2 separate regions of the Columba livia genome follow, and region 1 is linked to region 2. The links are chromatin contacts, called in public Hi-C maps. All regions are on one chromosome and are shown on one strand. Each heading gives the region's core, a stretch centred on a gene start, on an enhancer-like site or on the middle of the called end of the contact. The rest is flanking DNA. Distances are from core to core; before and after follow the strand shown. Region 1 holds the start of WIPI1 (WD repeat domain, phosphoinositide interacting 1). Region 2 holds the start of CEP112 (centrosomal protein 112).

What was found. A called contact is a pair of places that touch in the nucleus more often than the background predicts.
Region 1: a Hi-C map of liver shows a contact between it and region 2, with 2.2 times the contacts expected there. The contact joins the promoter of WIPI1 here to the promoter of CEP112 in region 2. A contact is called at or near these places in 2 of 2 Hi-C or Micro-C datasets (crop and liver).

The regions. Positions count from the first base shown.
Region 1 is chr18:11,568,032-11,572,038 of bColLiv1.pat.W.v2, forward strand. It overlaps WIPI1 (WD repeat domain, phosphoinositide interacting 1), which reads right to left and starts at 1,643. Exons shown (of 14, transcript XR_010467076.1): 1 at 1,479-1,643; 2 at 344-426.
Region 2 is chr18:11,151,765-11,155,630 of bColLiv1.pat.W.v2, forward strand. CEP112 (centrosomal protein 112) reads left to right here and starts at 2,322. Exons shown (of 26, transcript XM_065034982.1): 1 at 2,322-2,516; 2 at 3,660-3,772. The coding sequence starts at 3,673.

The DNA.
Region 1 (4,007 bases), core at 393-2,892, 420 kb after region 2:
TAGTGCTGAACTACCTCTGAGCGCTGGTTTGTAGGAGAAACTGCTGCTGTCAGACTGACAACAGGGAGAAATAAGCTGGACTCTAAACTTGAGGGACTCCTTCAACTTTGAAGGTATTGGTGGCTGTTCAGAAGCTTCTCCAAGGCTGCAGCTTGCTCTGACGGCTGCTGTGCACAGGGCAATAACCAGAACTGTCCCTCTCTTCATGTGTGGGTACAGCAGAAACAGATGCCACGTGTGCGGTGGCATTGAGCAGGATCAGCCCCTCCAGGCAGACTGAAGTGCAGTAACACAGGTAAAGTCTGTCAGCTCATATTCCACCGCAGCGAAACAGGAGACTTACTGCTTTCATGGACCTGGTCCAGTTGCTCCACAGAACTTAAGGAGAAAAGCCTGTATCCAGTTGTGGTTCCAATTGCCAGGGAGCTGCAAAGACAAGACAAAAAGCTTGTTAGCTTAGATCTTGTGGCCTCCAGGTGACAGCAAGAGTCCCTGCAGAGGAAAGGTGTAATTTCTGGCACAGTGATCCATGAAGGCAAGACTTCAGTTTCTACTCTCAACCTAAAGCATGGAAGGTGGCAAAACCAAGAATCCTGAGGTAGCCTGTAGAAGAACACTGATTTCTGTGGGCTGTAGGAGCTTTGCTCTTGCTAACAGCGGTGTGTGCAGGCATGTAATGCGAGGCACAGCCATGCCAAGCACTGGCTCTGTTCTGTTCCAGATATAGCAACCAGCAGCATCTCAGTCTTAAATCAGCAGCTGGCCCAGAATACCAACGCAGAGTGTTTGGGGCAGTGACCAGCGGGTTCACGTCAGCACCACATTGCTGCCCATCAAAATGCTCTTTGTTTTAGACGCAGTAAGTGCAGAGGTAATGCTATTGACAGGTGTGAGTGGTGTCTGTGATTCTTATCTCATAGCCTGTGACCTGATCTCGGCTCTGGACTGTGCAGTCGCTCCTGCTGGATGGTTGTTGTCCCACTTGGAAATGGTTCTCAAATGATCAGTTTGGAAGCAGGTGAACCACAGGGAAGGGTGAGAGGCTCCCAGAAAACCCTCTGTCCTGGAATGGTTCTTTAGCACCGGCTGCTCACACAGAGCAACTGAGTCCTGGGCAACCGGGCCACTGACAGAGTGGCCACAGGTCAGGGGACAAAACCCCTGGGCAAAGTGACTTCTCCAGCCATCCGAAAATGCTCCCCTAGCTGCTGGGGAGGGGAAAAACGGCGATTCCTCTAAATTTGCTGCTTCCCTTGGGCTCCCAGAGACCCAACCTGCGGCACCGGAGGGTGTTTATGGGGAGCCAGGTGCCCCCCAAGACGGGGCCGAGGGATCCCCAGGGCTTGGAAGGGAGCGAAGAGCCTCCTCCGGGGGTCACTCCCGTAGGGCCGGCCCCGTTCCGAGCCGTCCGGCCCCGCCCGGCCACCGCCGCGCTGCCGTCGCTTCCCCCCTCGCCCCGCGGCTCCCGCCCCGCTTACGTGCAGTCCTGGTTGTAGGAGAAGCAGCTGAGCACCGCGGGCCCCCCCGGGGCCTCGGCCGCGGCCTCCATGGAGCGGGCGCGGCGGCTCGGCCCGCTCCGGCCCCCGCGCCGGCCCCGGCCCGCTCCGCCGCGCAGGAGGCGGCCGGGGGCGGTGCCGCTTCCCATTGGTCGGAGGGGCCGCGCCATCTGCGGATGGACGCGCGGTTTAACCTATCCGCGGGAGGCAGATGAGACGGCCCCGCCTCCAGCTTTGGCGGAGCCGGCTGCGATTGGCTGGCGGAGGTGAACAGCTGTGCGTGGCCACGTGGTGATGTTGTGGTTGCATCAGACGAGCGCGGGCAGCTGTTGGGGAGGGGGGAGCACATCTGGGGGACGGGGCACATCTGGGGGGGCTCATCGCTGCCTGCAGCGGCTTGAGCGGCGTGACAACCGGGAAAAGGGTTGTCTTGCCGAGGGGGACACGGCGACAAGTGGCTGCGGAGGGGCCGGGTCTGGTTTGGGGAAGCGCTGTGAGGCGCTGGGGCGTGGGAGGGTCCGGTGATGCGGGAAAAGTGACGATGACACCGCTGAGTCGCTGACCAGAAAGCAAGACAGCCCTTCTCTCTGCCTCCTTGGCTAAATGAGTCTTGGAAGTGTTGAGTTTTTTCCCGTTTTCACAAAATTTATCCTCTAAACTTACAGCGTTTGTGCACAGAACAGCTTCATTCATGTGATTAATGCCACTGCTACCTTGTGGGGTCAAATCTACTGCAGCAAATACAAAGAAAAACAAACCCCAGAGCCAGCCGTTAAATGACAAATGTTCTAGAAGCCAGTACAATGACATTAACAGTGCACAGAAATGCAGGAGTAGAGCCTGCAAAACCCCTAATTAGATGAGTAATCCTCATGTGAGTGCTGAAGTCATTGGGCCTCGATCACTTGATGTGCACCACAGGACTTTTGGAAAAAGAGCCACATGTAATACCATCCAAATGAGGCAGATTCCATGTGGACACATATATCTGCCTAGATTAATCCCCCTTTGTAGCACGAGGGCCTTGGAGTGTCTGCAATATTCACCTGTTATGGAGTTTAAGACCTGCAACTGTGATGATGATTGATTTTTGGGAGAAAGTATGAAAACACACAGCTTCAAAACAGCATTAGCTTGGAGAGAGGCTGATGGCAGATTGTCCCTAGGACATGGTGTACATGAGCAACACTGTGAAGGCAGCAGGGGAATCATCTTAAATCCATTGTGTTTAGGGGGTAAATATCTTCTATTCATAGGGGCCTAGTGGGAAGGTCTAATAAAACCCCAAAATGAAACAGAAAAGCTGGCTGTGCATGTCCTGAGAATGTCCCTGTGGATCAGCATAGCTTGATTTTGAAACAGCGATGTCGGATGGAAAATGAGGTTGGAGAGCAGGAAAAAGTTCAAAACCAAAACAGGGAGTCAGTGCCTTGTGTTTCAAAAAAGCCCCGGTTTCTGAGCAACTGCTACAGCTGGATCTTTGCTGCTTGGGTAATCACCATGAGCTGGTTTTAAAATGAAGCCTTGAAAAAGCAGAGCCACAAAAATATCTGAGGCTTGGGCAACATGATTATTTTTGTAACTGGACTGATGCAACCCCGTTGGTCAATCTTCCTTTCAGCCTACAATGGCTGTTTTAATTAGCAGAGGTGGGAGAAACAAGCAGTTCTTGTCCTCTGCTACAGTGTGAAAACCTTGGAGATCTTGGGATTTGTGCCCTGGCAAATGAGGGCACTTGGGCTTTGGGCATGAAGCAGAAGCTGAGGTCTTTCTCATAAAGAAATGAGGTGTTTCTGATGTTTGGAATATAAAGAAATAGCTAAACTGGTTTTTCAGGAACACAGCTTTGGAAGGAGGCAGTAGTTAGGGTAGTAAGATTCTGAGGCTGGTCTTGGGATCTGGGCATATGTCACACCTGAGGAAAGCAGAGGTTGCAGAAGGATAGTTCTTGCTCTGATGTGTGTGTTTGTTGGGAAGAATATATCAGGTTATAAAGGGCTATTCCCTTTCCTGACAATCCTGTGACTGCAGTAACCATTAACAGTAACAACCTCAACTCTGTCAGGAGCTCTAAAACCAGTCCAGAGTGCAGCCATCTGATTGTATTTTTCAATGTGGAAAACTTTGTACGACAGATGTTGGTTTGTGTTCTCCACCCTGGGTGTTTGTATTCAAGCCTCAAAGAGGAAACGGAGGTGAAGAAGCTGGGAAATAGGCTGCAGTGCCTAGAAAAGCTTCTCCCCGCTGGGGCATCCTGTGTGTTGCTATTTGACGAGTGAAGATTTAGGTACCTGTGGACAGCTTTTAGGCTTTTCCTGGGCTCGGTGTTTAAATTCCAGCGAAGCTCTTCCCTCTGAAATAAAACCCTGCTCCTACTGATAGGTCTGGTGTTTGAATGAAATCTGCTACAGAAAATAAAAGATCTTGACAGGGGATAAACCTGCTAAATATCCTTCAGTGGTATTCATGATAACCAGGAGTCTGTTAAGGGTCTAGAGCCTTCCGGGGAAA
Region 2 (3,866 bases), core at 1,072-3,571:
TTTCCCTGGTCCTGCTCTGCCTCATGTTCTTTGTCACCATATACCAGCAAATTCAGGTTTTCAAAGTATTTTTTGATGAGCATGACAGAGATACATTAAAACCTGAAAGCAACATGCAGGTTCAGATCCATGTACAGCAGATGCAAAAAAGTTGGCTTAGAAATTCCAGCCCTCTTCAAACGTCGAAAAGCAGATTTGCAAAGCGGGCAGAAATGCAAAGCTCACGGTCTCACCTGGGCAACGTGCTGATGAGCTGCCTGGAGAAAACTGCCCGGAAAGAGTCACGTTGTTAAGTCCATCCAGCCTTCCACATTCTGCCAACGCACAAAACTCGTCTGTCTCCTGCGATTTGGACAGACTTGGGCAAATTGATTTCATAATGATTACAAAGCTCCCATGACAAATCCAGGTATCTGATTCAGAGGTGAAAAGTTCAGCAAGTTCGGCTCTTGGAGCAAGTCAGCCACCCCACAATCTTACTGTGTTGGAAGAATCTTCCATTATTTTAAAACAGATTCAAAGAAGCCATATTTTCTAAAATACATGAAGTGGCGATTATTCTAAATTTTGAATTTAAAGGAAAGAAATCATCTTTGTAATCTACTCATAAGGTTCTACCATGGATTAACATCACTGATTTTCAGGCTGCAAACGTTGATTTAAGGAGCTATGTGCAATCTGCGCAGGAACCAGCGCAGCTGTCAGAGCTGTCACCGAATGAACCCCAATGCGAATCACTGCTGCCGGAGACAGCTGAGAATCAGAGAAAACAGCCAATTTCCTACCATACATTTAAGGAATTCTTGTTTGATGTATATGTGCATGTGAATCAAGCTTAGAAGAGCTGAAGAGTTTACTCATTCGAGAGAAAAGCACTTTAAACAGAGTAAGGGAATCGATTTTGGGGAAAGAGAAATAAATGAATCAAAGAGGTCAGACATTTTATTTGGGATCAGACGCACACACAATCACTTCACTGACTCCAGAAGAGGCTGAGGAGCTGAAAGGAGTGGGAGATTTCCCTAATTCTTTTGGAGTAATCAATAGTTTTCGTGACATGGCTGCAAAACAAGTGTAACCTACGTCTTTTGTGTAGGAATGTCAGGCGTGTAATCTTAATATTTTCCATTTCCTCATATTCTCTGTCCTTGGGACAGGACATCAACATACCACAAAACATGAACAATACCAAGCATAAAATGCTTTAAAGTGAACGCAAAATCGCTCTATTATCTACAAGGATACACTTGAACAAATTTTACTTAGAAACACTTAGAAACTGTGGCTAAAATTGGCTCTGCAATTATTCAGCCTGCACCTGCAATTTCAGTTTCGTTTCAACCGCTCATGATTCTGGCACCCACTCCGGAGCTACAAAACACTGCTCGGACCCAAAAGCCACTTCTGATTTATAAACCTTCAATTTCATAGGGGCAAATATTTTCCACTAAGCGTTGAGTGGAAGTGTTTTTCCCCAATTATTGATTGTAAGGAGGATATATGACAAAAAAGACAGTTGATATCCAACTAGTTGCAGCTAAAACAAATAAACACACTCCAAACAGCGCAGAGTTTTGTCCCTCTGCTCCTGCACCCTTGTTTTTCCCATCCGGCTCTCCTGCCGCACAAACCTCCAGCTCTGCCCTGTGTATCAAGGATTTGACCCAACATAGCTACATCAGTGATGGGACAAGAGGAGATGGCCTCAAGGTGCGCCAGGGGAGGTTCAGATTGGGTATTAGGAAAAATTCTTCATGGAAAACGTTGTCAGGTGTTGGAACAGGCTGCCCAGGGCACTAGTGGAGTCACCATCCCTGGAGCGGTTTAAAAGGCGTTTAGACGAGGTTCTCATGGACATGGTCTAGTGCCAGAGTTAGGTTGTGGTTGGACTCGATGATCCTGAGGGTCTCTTCCAACCGAACTGATTCTATGTTCTCTGGCATCTCCCGTTTCTCCCTTTGTGCTCCCTCAGGCTCTGCTGGTTCCTCTTGAGGTTTATTAAATAAGTATTTATACCAGTGTGCATACAGATTTTTGGGTTGAAAACGATGGCAGTTTGGTGCAGCGGGCCTGGCCAGCACACCACTGCTCACCACGTGACGTTAATTACTTGGGGCAGTGATTAACGACCGCAGGCAGCGATTGCTCTCTGCGCTGTGACAGCGCACACTGTTCCCCCATCAAGCCCAAGAGTTTTTTCCCTACCGGCTTCTGGCCACAAGCAACTCCCCAAACCCACCCGCTCCCCGGGGCTCCCGGCCCGCCGTGACCGGCCGCCTCAGGCTCCCCGCCCGAGCCCGGCCTGGGCCGCGGCCGCGTCGCCCGGCAACCGGCGGGCGGCCCCGCGGAAACGGAAACGCGCGGGGCCAGCGGGGCCGCCGGGAGCGGGGGTGGGCTCGGTTTGAACCGTTGGCCGCTCGGCCGGGCCGGCGCTGCGCGGGGCTGCCTTTCCCCGCCGTGGGGGGGCCGGGACCCGCCGGCCCGGCTGGGCCCACCCCGGCCCCGCGGAGAGCGAGGTAAAGGGGGCGGCGTGTCCCGCGGGGAGATCACCGGGAGGTGCGGGGGTGTCAGATCCCGCCAACTTCATCCCGGCAGCGGGTGGGAACGGGGGCGCTCGCTGCGGTCGGTCGCTGCAAAGCGGCTCCGGGCAGATGCGGGTTCATAAAGTGCCTGGAGGGAGAGAAGCGGGAAAGTGCGTGTGTGCGGCCCGCGGGGAGGGACCCGCTGCCCGGGGGGACACGGGGGATGGCGGGTTCGCTGCGGGGAGAGCCCCGGGGGGACACGGGGGTGGCGGGTTCGCTGCGGGGAGAGCCCCGGGGGGACACGGGGGTGGCGGGTTCGCTGCGGGGAGAGCCCCGGGGGGACACGGGGGTGGCGGGTTCGTTGCGGGGAGAGCCCCGAGGGGACACGGGGGATGGCGGGTTCGCTGCGGGGAGGGCCCCGGGGGGACAAGGGGGTGGCGGGTTCGCTGCGGGGAGAGCCCCGGGGGGACACGGGGGTGGCGGGTTCGCTGCGGGGAGAGCCCCGGGGGGACAAGGGGGTGGCGGGTTCGCTGCGGGGAGGGCCCCGGGGGTCCCACCTGCTGTTGTGTTGAACCGCACCCGTGTTTGGGGGCCGGTAATTTGGCCAAACAAGCGTCTAATTGCAATTTCAAACGTGCAGAAAAGATGCGTTCTCCAGCTGGGAAATGGCAGGAGGTCTTGGAGGAGTTTGGCCTTTCACTCCTTAGTTAAAAAACAGTTCTGACAACATTTGTCTGTTTTTTTTTGACTCATAGGTCTATTTTTGCTCTTTTCCCCCTTTTCTTTATAACCCAAAACTAATTCTATGAATGCCGCTATAACATATTAATGTAGGTGTTTTATATATGCGTCTGAGCCACAAATTCCTTTAGGTGTTTTATCCAAATTGTGTGTGGTTGAACCCCTTTTAGCGTGGTTGGCTAATCACTTCCAAATCTAAACAAACACGTTCTTGTAGATTTTCTGGAGTACCTGTTGTCTGCAAATAATCACTCTTAGTGTTTATCTGAATGTAAGAAAACGTTTAGTTTTATTATCTGTATAGTTCCAAAGCATCTCTTTGCATAGCTGAAGATTTACAGAGACTAATATATGGGCGTATTGGATCTTTTTGCTTCAGTGTGGATAATTTTGCAGGTGTTCTTTCAAAATGAATGGGGAAGAGGAAATATGGGAAAAACTGGATGCGGAATTTGATCATTGCGTTGTGGATATGAAGCCTCACGTTCTAAAACTACAGCATAGGTCAGGTAAATATGGAAAAATGTGTGTATAGAGAAACACTAATACAAAATTCTAGGTTATTGATAATTATTATGTGTGCTTGTATCGCTTTCTTTAACC